2 separate regions of the Macaca mulatta genome follow, and region 2 is linked to region 1. A link is a contact called in public Hi-C data. All regions are on one chromosome and are shown on one strand. Each heading gives the region's core, a stretch centred on a gene start, on an enhancer-like site or on the middle of the called end of the contact. The rest is flanking DNA. Distances are from core to core; before and after follow the strand shown.

Evidence for each region. A called contact is a pair of places that touch in the nucleus more often than the background predicts.
Region 2: a Hi-C map of fetal cortex germinal zone shows a contact between it and region 1, with 2.1 times the contacts expected there. The contact joins the promoter of ZC3H4 here to the promoter of ARHGAP35 in region 1. A contact is called at or near these places in 2 of 14 Hi-C or Micro-C datasets (fetal cortex germinal zone and fetal cortical plate).

The regions. Positions count from the first base shown.
Region 1 is chr19:59,328,397-59,334,556 of T2T-MMU8v2.0, forward strand. ARHGAP35 (Rho GTPase activating protein 35) reads left to right here and starts at 3,072. Exons shown (of 7, transcript XM_028839122.2): 1 at 3,072-3,290. It also overlaps a transcript of AP2S1 not described here.
Region 2 is chr19:59,591,271-59,597,100 of T2T-MMU8v2.0, forward strand. ZC3H4 (zinc finger CCCH-type containing 4) reads right to left here and starts at 4,442. Exons shown (of 14, transcript XM_077980466.1): 1 at 3,988-4,442; 2 at 2,544-2,839. The coding sequence starts at 4,128.

The DNA.
Region 1 (6,160 bases), core at 1,822-4,321:
AAACTCAGCGTTTTGGGAGGCTGAGGCAGGAGGCTTGCTTGAGGTCAGGAGTTTGAGACCACCCTGGGCAACACAGCAAGACTCCATCTCCACCAAAAGATAAAAAAAAACTGACCAAGTGTCATGGTGAGGTCATGTAGTTCCAGTTGCTCAGGAGGATTGCTTGAGTCCAGGAAGTTGAGGCTGCAGTGAGCCCTGATTGTTCCACTGCACTTCAGCCTGGGCAACAGAGCAAGACCCTGTCTCAAAAAAAAAAAAAAAAAATCCACCAAAAAAACAAATAAAAAGAATGTTGACTAGCCTGGCCAACATAGTGAAACCCCATCTCTATTAAAAATACAAAAATTTGCCAGGTGTGGTGGCAGGCAACTGTAGTCCTAGCTACTCGGGAGGCTGAGGCAGGAGAATCGCTTGAACCTGTGAGGTGCAGGTTGCAGTGAGCCGAGACCACGGCATTGCACTCCAGCCTGGATGCCAGAGTGAGACTCCATCTCAAAAAAAAAAAAAAAAAAAAAAGTTGTGGCCAGGCTTTGGGAGGCTGAGATGGGTGACAGCTTGAGGCCAGGAGTTCCAGACCAGCCTCGTCCGAACAGGTGAAACCCTGTCTCTACTAAAAATACAAAAATTAGCCAGGTGTGGCGCCTGTAGTCCCAGCTACTCAGGAGGCTGAGGTAGAAGAATCGTTTGAACCCGGGAGGTGGAGGTTGCAGTGAGCCGAGATTGCACCACTGCACTCCAGCCTGGGTAACAGAACAAGACTCTGTCTTGAAGGAAAAAAAAAAAAATGAGTGGGGCATGGCGGCACAAGCTTGTAATCCCAGCTGTAATCCCAGACTCTGTCTCAAAATAAAAAATTTTTAAAAGACTGTTGCTTGGTACAAAGTACTCATTTTTATTATTAAAGAACGAGGTATTAGGCCAAATCTGGGAGACTACCCTGAGAAGGTGACTTCAAGCTGAGAGTCGAAGGGTAAATCAGAGCTGATGGGTTCCCAAGGGGTTTGGGGGATCCAGCGTGAGCCCAACTGTCCTTGTTCTCCAGGTGCCGCCAGTTCACAAATTTAAGATTGAAAAGACCTGGAATACTGCATAGGTGTTAAAGACATTAATTTGAAGTACGGGTATCAGGAATTCACTGCCCCCCACCTTGTCTTTCCTGTGTCTCCTCAAGTAATATCAAAAGTCCCTTACACACCACGGTTTATAATGACAGCCCATGCACTCGATTTGGCAGCCCCACAGTGCTTAAAGAAAAGTTGTTGCTGTTGTTTCAAGCCACTAACATCTAAAAATCAGATTGAATGCATTAAAAGTACTTTTTTTTTTTTTTTTGAGACGGAGTCTCCCTCTGTTGCCCAGGCTGGAGTCCAGTGCGATCTCGGCTCACTGCAACCTCTCCTTCCCGAGTTCAAGCCATTCTCCTGCCTCAGCCTCCCGAGTAGCTGGGATTACAGGCGCCCACCACGACGCCCACCTAATTTTTGTATTTTTAGTAGAGACAGGGTTTCATGTTGGCCAGGCTGGTCTCGACCTCCTGACCTCAAGTGATCCGCCCGCCTCGGCCTCCCAAAGTACTGGGATTACAGGCGTGAGCCACCATGTCCGGCCCTAAAAGTGCTACATTAAAAAAAAAAAAAAAAAAGGAAAATCCTTTAATATAAAAAGCTTTATTAATGGAATAAACAAGCCCATGTAATTTTATCAACGCTTACAGAGCGCTTACTATATGCAAGGCCTGATTTCCAGAGCTTTACAAAATATAATCTATTTAATTTTCACAGCAGCCCTACGAGAGAGGTATGATTATTATCCCATTTTATAGATGAAGAGACTTATGGCAGAAATGCCAAATGTAATAGGAAACAGCCTTTCTTCATGCATTCCACAAATATTGGCTTGGCGCCCGGGAAGCTCATCTTCCACGATCTGTACTTCCGGAGGAGTCCCAGAGGAACACCTCCTCAGTTCAGAGGAGTCAAGGGTTACAGCGGTGCCCTCTCCCATCACTACTCTTTTCCTTTCAGGCGCCCTAATTGACATTTGATTTGTAGTCATTTGCACAATGCTAAGTGACAGGCTTGGGCTGCACACAGTACCAGGCCGTCTTCCCTCTCCTGGGGATCAGGCGATCACAGAACCAAAAACAAGTTGCAAGGACGCGCGCGTTGGCTGCGGATTTTCTTCACAGCCAGGAGAAAGAGCACGCGCTCTCCATCCCCGCCTCTTCTTCCGGGACGACGAATTGCGGGACTCGGATTGGGCTGAGGCGGGCCACGCCTCCTCATATCCTCCAATCAACTCCCTCTCTGGTGGGCTCCCTCCTTCTCAGCCCCGCCCCACCGCCCCACGTTACGTCGCTCCTTCTGGCCTCCTCCGTTATCCCGGGGGCTGCGGCTCGCGCGGCAAACCCACCTCCCGTTGCTTCCCATTGGCTGCTCAGGTCCCGCGCGAGCGGGATCGCGCCCTTCGCCCCCCACCCCCAAAACCGGGCCATGCCTCTCTCCTTCGGCTTTCTCTAGAAGCCAGCGCGAGGTGGCAGATCGGCTGCTTGAGGCGCGCGCGGAGACGCGCGCTCCTCCTGCGGGCCACTCCCTCTGCCCTGCGCCAACAGCTGCGCCGGCTGGCAGCCCCCCGCGCACGCGCGCTCCCCCACCCCGCTCCCTCTGCTCGTTTGCAGCTCGCCTAGAGCTCAGTCACGACGGCGGCCGCCGCAGTAGCTGCATTTTTGGGGGCGCACGCGCACTGCACCGTCCGCGGCGGTTCCTAACCTCAGGCAGCGGCGGTGGCAGTGAGACCCTCGGGTGCGCACGCGCTCTGACCTCTCCCCACTGCCTCGCTGGTCGTCCCTTCGCGGCGCGCGCCCGGGGGCCGTTATCCCCCTGCAACGGTCCACGCGCCGCGCACGCGCAGTAGCGAGGGGGCGCGCGCGCGGGAGCGGCCGTCGCAGGAAGGAGGTGCAGCCGCTGCCGCCATTGCGAGTGAGGGAGGGAGGGAGGGAGGGAGGGAGTGAGCGAGGCTGGTCCGCCCTCCCCCTGGTTCCCGCCCCTCCCCCCTTCCCCTCCCCGCCCCCCGCCCCGAGGGAGAGCCGCGGCGCGGCGGCAGGAGGAGGTGGAGGAGGCGGAGGAGGGAACCCGCGAGGGAGGGTCCGCCCGGCCCCCCGCCGCCGGAGCCGCCGCCGCCGCCGCCGCCTCAGCAGCCGCTGGACTAGGAGCAGGGGAACATGGCGCCGGGGCCCCCGTCGTTGCTGCCGGGATCCTGGAGGCCGGGGCCGCGCTGAGGGCGCCCAGCTGGTGAGTGCGCGAGCTCACGGGCCCCGGGCGGCGAGGCCGGGCGCCGCCCCGCTGAGGGGTCCAGGGGGAGGCGGGGACGGCGGGGCCCGGAGCCCGCGAACAATGGAGGAGCTGGAGGGGGAGGGGAGGAGCGGCCCCCCCAGCTCCCCGGGCCCCGCCGTCCCCGTCGCTTCGCGCGTCGGCCCGGCCCGTGGGGCCTTTCTGCCCTTTGGACCTACCCCTGCCCGCCGCAGCCCTGCTGTCCTCGCTGCCGCCCCCACCCCCGATCAGTTGGGATCTCGGTGTCTGCCTCAGAGCCTCTCCGACTTCAGCCATCCGGCTCCCAATTCTGCGACCCCCTTCCCTCTTCCACCCCTCCATAATGCCCTTCGCTCCTCCCGGGCTCTGCAGTGCTCTTGGGACCCACCTTTTTCTCATTGACCATTCTGCATCCCTTAATTGTGGCTCCCACTTTTGAGATCCGTGACCCTTCTGCCTCTTCTCGATTCTGCTCTCACCACCCTTCAGATCTGTCCTCGGCCCCTTCTTTGACCTACCTGCTGTGCTATTATTCTTGTCTCAGAATATGTTGCACCCTGGGAGCTGTCCCTTTAGGACCTGCGGTTCCAACCCCTTGGAGATCCATCTGAGACCCCTGTTCAACCAGGCACTGCTGCCCCAGGTCTTCCCCTTGGACTTAATCCGGTTCCCTCGTGGGCCCTACTATCTGCATTTCTGTCTGCCCTCTCACAGAGCCTGCTGCACCCCGGGATGCCCCTCGGCTGGCCTTCTGACCCTTCCGTGCCCCAGTTCATTCCCCTGATCCCCTCGGACTTGGCTGCACCGTGCTTGCCTCTTCCCCTTCTCAGCTCTTGTTACCGTTTGCCATTCAGACCCTTTCCTCTCTTCCATACCTTTCTGCCTCTTAGCTCTGCCCCTTGCCCGACCTCAGATCTTGCTGCGCTCCCCTCACCTGCTTGCTTCTGACTCTGCCTTCCCGGGAAGCAGCCTCTTCCCGCTTCTCTGACTCTGCAGGTCTCCCATTTCTGCTGTTCACTCAACTGATCTCTCCCTAACTCAGACTGCCTTCAGTTTCAGCCCCAGTGTTCTCTTGGAGGTTTCCTGTTTCCCCCACCTCCTTTTTGGCACTTCTCTGAGCTACTGCATGCATTTGCTACTCCTTTCTTTGGCCTGTATCTCCTTCAGTTCTCTGCCTAAAAACTGCTTCCTGTCCCCTTTGCTCCAACTCCTCTCCTCCCCGTTTTAGCCCTTAGACATGCCCTTTAACGTCACTATACCTCTGATACCTCCCGGGCTGGTCACCCATCCCCTTCCCGTTGTGCATCTCACAGACCTGCCCCTAGATCCATTTTGTACCTGCACTTTCTCCTCGTTTTTTTCAATTCTGCCCCATCCTCTATTTAGTGTTTCCCTCCCCAGCTCGGCTGTTTCGGAGCTGTCCACTTGCCCGCATGTTTTTAGACCGGTTTTTAACTTCTGTATTGCCGTCCGCGCTTGGAGCGGTCCTTTAACACTGGGGTTCTTGTCACTGTGTCCCCTCTCTGTTCCCTCCCGAGTCTTAAGTTTTCCACATGACATTCTCTTCCCCCCACCATTTTGATTCAGCCTTCACCCTTCACTCTGCTTTATTTGCCCACCGTCCACTGCCCTGCCTCTTGTCTTCTTTTGGAGTTCTCACTCCCTCCAATTGTGACATTAAGATGTCTTCTTAATCATTCTTTCCTATGTATCCCCCCCACCTTCCTCTTGGAGCTGCCTCAGTGCTGTGATAGATTCTCACTCCCCTTACTCACCTTTGATATCCCTCTCCCAATTCTGTTCGTCTTGGACTTGTTTCCTTCCTCACCTTTTTTTTTTTTTCCCTTTCCCCTTGTATCTTGTCAGGCTCCTCTTCCCATTTAGTTCCTATCAGACCTGCTCATCGCAGCTCACCACCCGTGGCCCACCCATTCCCCATTGAGCACTTCCCCTTTCAGGCATGTCTTTCTCTGTTTTCCATCCCTCTGCTGCAGAGGCAAAGGGGCTGGATTGGGCCTTAGGCTCTCAGGCTCTGAGACTGCAGATTCTCTCTCTGCACCCTAACCCTGAGGGTTCTATCCCCAGGGATCCTGAGAGATCTGGGTAAATAGGTGGGAGTTGGTTGATTGTTACTGCTCTGTGGAGTCTGGGAGTGTCTCCCCCATTTCTCCCACTTCCACTAGGTTAGTAGTGTGGAGGGAGGTAGATCTCTTTCCGTTGCCCCATTTTCTTTTCTCTGCTGTTTGCTCTCCCCCTTCCGATTTCTGGGCTCTGCAGCTTTGTGTCCTTTGGAAAAGGGGATTGCAGCTGCTCACAGATCTTTATTCTCTTTCTCACTTTCCCTCTTTCCTTCTCTGAGCGGTTGCATACAGTACCCTGTCTCCTATTCCACCTCTAAGCCAGCACCCCTAGGAGTGTGCTTTTTTTTCCCCCAGCTGACAAGTCATTTTGTTTTACCTCTAGCTGGGGAAATGCCAGTTCTCAGATTCTCCCGATCCCACTGGGGGTTATGGCCACACTTGGACCTAGGGAAGCTACAGTCTTGCCTTCCCTAATGGCCTCTGGTTTGCAGTGTGACCTTGGGGGAGGGGATGGGGAAGGTGGGCTTATTATTTCTTTTTCACCTCTGCTCCAGGGAAGGCTCCAGCTTCCTGGTCTTCAAAATGGTGAGGGCTTGGGTTTGGAAAGCACTTTGCGGTTGTTTGTTGAAAGAGAGAGTGCCAAGTGTCACTCAGATTTCTGCCCTCTGGTATTGCAGGCTCTCCCTGCCACAGGAGCTGAGTGCCTCTGGGCAGATCCATGCTAGATTCTGGGGCTCATTGGTGTACAAGGGGTGTGTGGGTGGGCGCTGA
Region 2 (5,830 bases), core at 3,192-5,691, 260 kb after region 1:
GGAAAAAAAGGAAACGGCTCCTTTGGAGAGGGCCAGGGTTCTCTCTCAAAGTATGTCAGGGATCAAAAGTGGGAAAGAGGGAAAATGCAACTTCAACGTGTTTTGTCTTTTAACGGAACTTATGCTTGTAAAACACATCAGAAGTACGGTGTTTGGTTCTGCAAGTCATTTCTGTTTCTGTTTTTTCCTTGTTACGTGTAGGCCGGGGGGACTGGGGGCTGGAGGAGGTGTTCCCTCCAACATGACTGGGCGTGTAACACGTTTGCATCAACTTTTCACAGTCAGACATGTGCTTTCGAACAAAGGAGCAGTGGAGACGGGCAGAGATGGGGGCTTGACACAGTTTACAGATTTTGTGCTTCAACAGTACTTTACAAATGACTTGCTCAATTTTAACGTCCATCACCACAAGAGACATTGGAGTAAAATGAGAAAATTGGAGCTACTTGAACCAATCTTTTCTGGGGGGCAGGGAGGGAGGGAAACCATTAACTTGAATACATGTATCATAAATCAAATTCAGTAAGCTTGTCTCCTACAAATGGACTTGAAGTATCCACTCTTTTCAGAGATGAAGGCTGGAGACAAAGCAATGGATTGAAATGGAAAGAGGGATGCCAAAAGTCCGAAAACATACGGGCCTTTTATATCGATTTTTGTCATGTTACAGTAACACACTTTTTTTTTTTTTTTTGGAGAAAACTGTGTACGTAAAATTTTAAAAATTAAACATTGAAAGGATGTGCAAGTCTAAAAGGGCTCAACAGGGTTAGAATCCTGATTCGAACATATCAACTCACTCTCTCAAGCATCACTTTGGTCTAAAGGCGAGGAGGAAGGCAGGCAGGAAAGGGAGAAAAAGAGGGAGATCATTGAATTACTCAATAAAAGAGGCTACTTACCATCCCAACCCATTGTAAGACATACACTTCTGACATAAGAGAACTCCTTAGAGGTCGAATAAAGCGTGTAAGCACCTTTGAGTAATGCACCTGCCCCCGGAGAGGGGGCCCGGAAGCCCAACAAGGGCTTTGCGAACAGACCTTTGCTAATCTGTTTATTTCCTTGGAGTCGGGCTGCGATGGGCTGCGATTCCCAGGACGATACATTTAATTAGAACAAAACAGAAAAAAACAAATGTTGTAAAAAGCTCACCAAACTGCTGCACTTGTGTCTCTGAATGTGGGTGGCATTTCTTTTAAAAGGCAAAGTATGGTCTGTGAAGGAGAAAGGGGAAAGGGGAGGAGGGAGTAGGGAGAAGGGGCCGTAGACCCTAGGAAGCCCTGGCTGAGACCCCCGGCCAAGGGAGGGTCCTCAGCGGCTCCCCAGCCAGGGCTGCGGCGGGGTAGCCATCTGTCCAGCGCGTTCTTTTCCCCTCTCCACCCCCACTCCAAGACTCGCTTTCCTGCCGGCTGAAACCCACCGTCCGTGTCCAAATCTACTCTCCAGCCGCCTCTTCTGCCCCACCAGGAAACAGTGGGCGAACCCTGCACCCCAACTCCTTCTGCTCGAGCAGGGGAAGGAAACGGGGCCCCAACCTCGCCCTGAAACGCGCCGGGCTGACCCCATTATCACCCGCCAGCCAGAGAAGGGCGTGGGGGGGGGGCGCCGCGTTTCGCACTTAATAAAGGGAATGGGGCGCTTCCTTTAACGCCCTGCCAAAGCACAAGGAAATCTCCTTTTCTCTCTCCCGGAAGAGACGGTGCCCCATTTTACCCCGACAGAGGGGGGAACCCCACGAGAAAGCGCGGGACCAACTTCCTCTCCCTACAAGGCAGGGAAACCAAACCTTACCCCCACAAAACAAGGCTGCTAGTCTTCCCTCACGTCACCTACCTACGAAAAGCTAGAGAACCCCTGCCCTTTAACAAAAACACGGGTAAGAATCTTCTCTAAATAAATAGGCAGGGGTTTTCATCAAAAGGGCTGGAGATGCATCTCCCCCACTCCCCAATTCGGCCTTCTAGGGAATAGCTACAAAACACCTCCCGCCAAAAAATAAAAGTGCTATAAAGCACCCACCCAAATGACCCCCCATTACAAGGATGGAGAAGGGACTGCAATGAACCCCCACTTTCTGCCTCCTAAGCTAAGATACCTATCATCCAAGTAGGGTAGGGTGTGCCTCCCCCAGGAGAAAGGATACTGCCGGGGGCTGGGAGACCCCCAACCCCAAACCCCTAAGAGCGGGGCTGTTGCTCGAGATCCCCCCAAAAAGGGTCCGGAGCCCCTCCCCCATCCCCTTCCCCGAAGCCAGGCGACGAGCAGGCGGGCCCGTGGCTGCCAGCTCCGGGCGTAGGGGCAGCCAAGGACCCCCGTGGGCCTCCGCAGCACCCCCCCCGGCGCCCCCTCCCCAGGGCGGGCGGGCGGGCGCGGGGGGTCCGAGGGGCGCCTCCTCACCTTCCCCTCAGCATGGCGCCCAAAAAAGACAGAGCGAGAGCGAGGGAGAGCGGGCGAACGCCGCGAGGGGGGGGAAACGCATGAGGCCAGGAGAGAAAGCAAGCGAGAAAGAGCGAGCGAGCAAGCGATCGAGAGACACCCACCGACCCCGCCCTTCCTCCTCCTCCTCCTCCTCCTCCTCCGCGGCCCGGCCCAACATGGCGGCCGCCCCCCTTCCTCCTCCTCCTCTTCCTCCCCCCGGGGACGCAGCCCCGGCCCGGCCGGGGGCCTGACCTGTCGTCAGGGAGCGGGAGGCGGTGGTGGAGGAGGTGCGGGGTGGCCGGGCGGGCGTCGGGGGAACACGGAGGAGGCGAAGGCGTTGATGGCGGCGGCGGCGATGGCGACGGCGGCGACTCTGATGGCGGCGGCGGGGGGGTCCCGGGCGCGGCCTCCATAGTTCCTTTGGGGGGGAGGGGATGTTAATGCACGAAAAAGGACTGCTTGGGCGTGGCGGGAGGGGCACACTTAAGCTCGGAGGGCTCCTGATGGGAATGGGGTATATATTTTTTCGGTTTCGGAATCACCTCTGCGCTGACCTCCGCGTAGGCCGCGCGGCCTAGGCCTCGGAGGGCCGCTCGCCGCCTGCTTTCTCCGCAGCCCACCCCTGCGGTCACTCGCTTACTGGCGCGGGGCCCTCATAGGGGCGAGAGCCCCCCCCCCACGCACCCCCGCGGGCCCGGGGGCGGGAGACCCGGGAGACTCGGACACTGGTGGGTGGTTGGGTGTAATTAGCGCGGGCCGCGCGCGATGGAGCAAGCGAAGGGTAAGGGGAGAAGAGGAGAGCCAGCGAAGGGGGTGGAAGGGTTAAAAAGAAAAAAAGGATTGAAGGGAGAGAGGGAACGGGCCGCGGAGACGGGCCGACTGTCTCCCTTGTCTGCCCGCCACTGGTCTCCCGGCTGCCCGGCCCCCGCCGCAATCAGGAATTGACACAAAATGGCGGCTCGGCCCGGACCAGCCTAGAGGCTGAGGCGGGAGGAAGGGTGAGGTGGGAGGGGGAACTGAGAGGCGGAGGCGGAGGCCGCGTCACGTGCGGGAGAGGGGTAGAGACCGCTTGCCTGAGGGCCGGCGGAAAGAACCGAAGGCAAAGGGTGAGTCCGAGGGGAGGCGGAAATAGCCGAAAAGAGCTGAGCAGGAGACAGGAGGCGACGGGGGAGAGCCGAAAAGAGCCGAAGCTGGTGATGGGGTGGGGCTAGAGAGAGCATGAGAAACCTAGGGGAGCCAGAAATAGCCTAAGCCGATTGGGACCGGGGAAGGAGGAGAAATTGAGATGGTCCGGAAAGAGCCGAAGGCGGTGTCTGGGTGGGTGGCAGGAGGTGGAAACAGCCGAAAGAAAAGCAGCCAGGGTAATGCGATTAAGAGAATGAGCTGAACGGGCGGGGCTGGAGCGGCGATTAATTAAGAGAATAAACGACTTTCAGGAATTCGCCCGAGAGCAAGAGGGAAGAACCGAAAATTGCTAGTTTGAAGGAAGGCGGGAAGAGCCGATAGTTTTAGGTGGGAGGATGGGAGGGAAGGAATTCAAGCTACGGAGAGAAAAAAAAAAATAACCGAAAGCTGGAGGCCAGGTGCCGAGAGTCGGAGGTTTCCGGAGAAGCGATGAAGCCCAGCCAGCCCGGAGGTGACGTCACTCGACAACTCAGTCGATGACGTCATCCTTGCAGGAGAGAGGGGCGGGGCTTGGTAGTCCATCAGGGGAGTTTAAGGACCTGGGGTGTAGGAGGACCCAGAGAAGGCTCACAAATAGCGGAGATAGAAACACTGGCCGGTGTCATAGGCTGTGTACAAACAAAATCTTTTGACTCTCATAACCGTCCTAAAATAAGCTGCTGCAATTCCCATTTGCAGACTGAAGTTAGGTGTTTTAAGTAATTGGTTCAACGTCATAGGATTAGTGCTAAAGAGCACAGCAAGACTTTTTTGTTGTTGTTGTTGTTTTTAAGACACAGTCTCGCTTTGTCGCCCAGACTGGAGTGTAGTGGCGCGATCTCGGCTCACTGCAAGCTCCGCCTCTGGGTTCACGCCATTCTCCTGCCTCAGCCTCCCGAGAAGTTGGGACTACAGGCGCCCGCCACCACGCTCGGCTAATTTTGTGTGTGTGTGTGTGTGTGTGTTTTAGTAGAGACGGGGTTTCACCGTGTTAGCCAGGGTGGTTCTCGATTTCTTGACCTCATGACCTTCCCTCCTCGGCCTCCCAAAGTGCTGGGATTACAGGCGAAAGCCACCGCACCCGGCCTTTTTTTTTTTTTTTTTTTTTAAGAGACAGAGTCTTGCTCTGTCGCCCAGACTGCAGTGCTGTGACACGATCATACGTCCCTCTAACCTCGAATCCAGGGATCTTCCTTAAATACTTTTGTTAGCTCTTTCTACAGTGCCAGTCCCTGTGATGGACTATGGGAACAGTTTCTGTCTTCATGGAACTTAACCGACAATGCCCCGAGAGAGAAACAGAGTTAAAGAATAAAGGGGGTGGGTGGAGTGTTAGAGGAGAGTCTTGAAATTGCTCTTTAGGCTGGTATATGAAAAAGAAGAGCTGGTTCCAAGCAGAAGAAATACCTTATTTCAGGCGGGGCGATGTTGCTCACGCCTGTACTCCTAGCATTTTGGGAGGCCGAGGCGGGCGGATCGCTCGCTTGAGCTCGGGAGTTGGAGACTAGCCTGACCAACATAGTAAAATCCCTTCTCTCCTAAAAATACAAAAATTAGCAGTACATGATGGCTCACACCTGTAGTCCCAGCTACTTGGGATGTTGAAAAGGGAGAATCGCCTGAGCCGGGGAGGTCGTGAGGCTGCAGTGAGCTGAGATTATACCACTGCACTCCAGCCCGGACGACAGAGTGAGACTCTCGTTTCAAAAAACAAAAAAAAGAAAAGAATACCTTATTTCAGGCCCTGACAAAGCAAAGACCACTTAGATTCCAGGAAGAGAGAAAAACCTCGTCAAGATTGATAAAGCTGGAGACAGAGGCACCATGTGACTTCCTGGTATATTGATCCTACTATTTTTTAAATGTTCCAGCTGGCAGCAGGGCGTGGTGGCACATACCCATAATCCCAACACTTTGGGAGGCCGAGGCTGGCAGATCACTTGAGGTCAGGAGTTTGAGACAGCCTGGCCAATGGGACGAAACCCATACAAAAAATTAGCCAGGCATGGTGTGGCGCGCCTGTAATCCCAGCTACTCGGGAGACTGAGGCAGGAGAATTGCTTGAACCTAGGGGGTAAAGGCTGCAGTGAGCCAAGATGGCACCACTGCACTCCAACCTGGGTGACAGAGCGACACTCCATATCAATAAAAAAATAAATAAATAGAGCCAGGCATGGTGGCTCACGCCTGTAATCCCAGCACTTTGGGAGGCCAAGGTGGGTGCATCACCTGGGGTTGGGAGTTC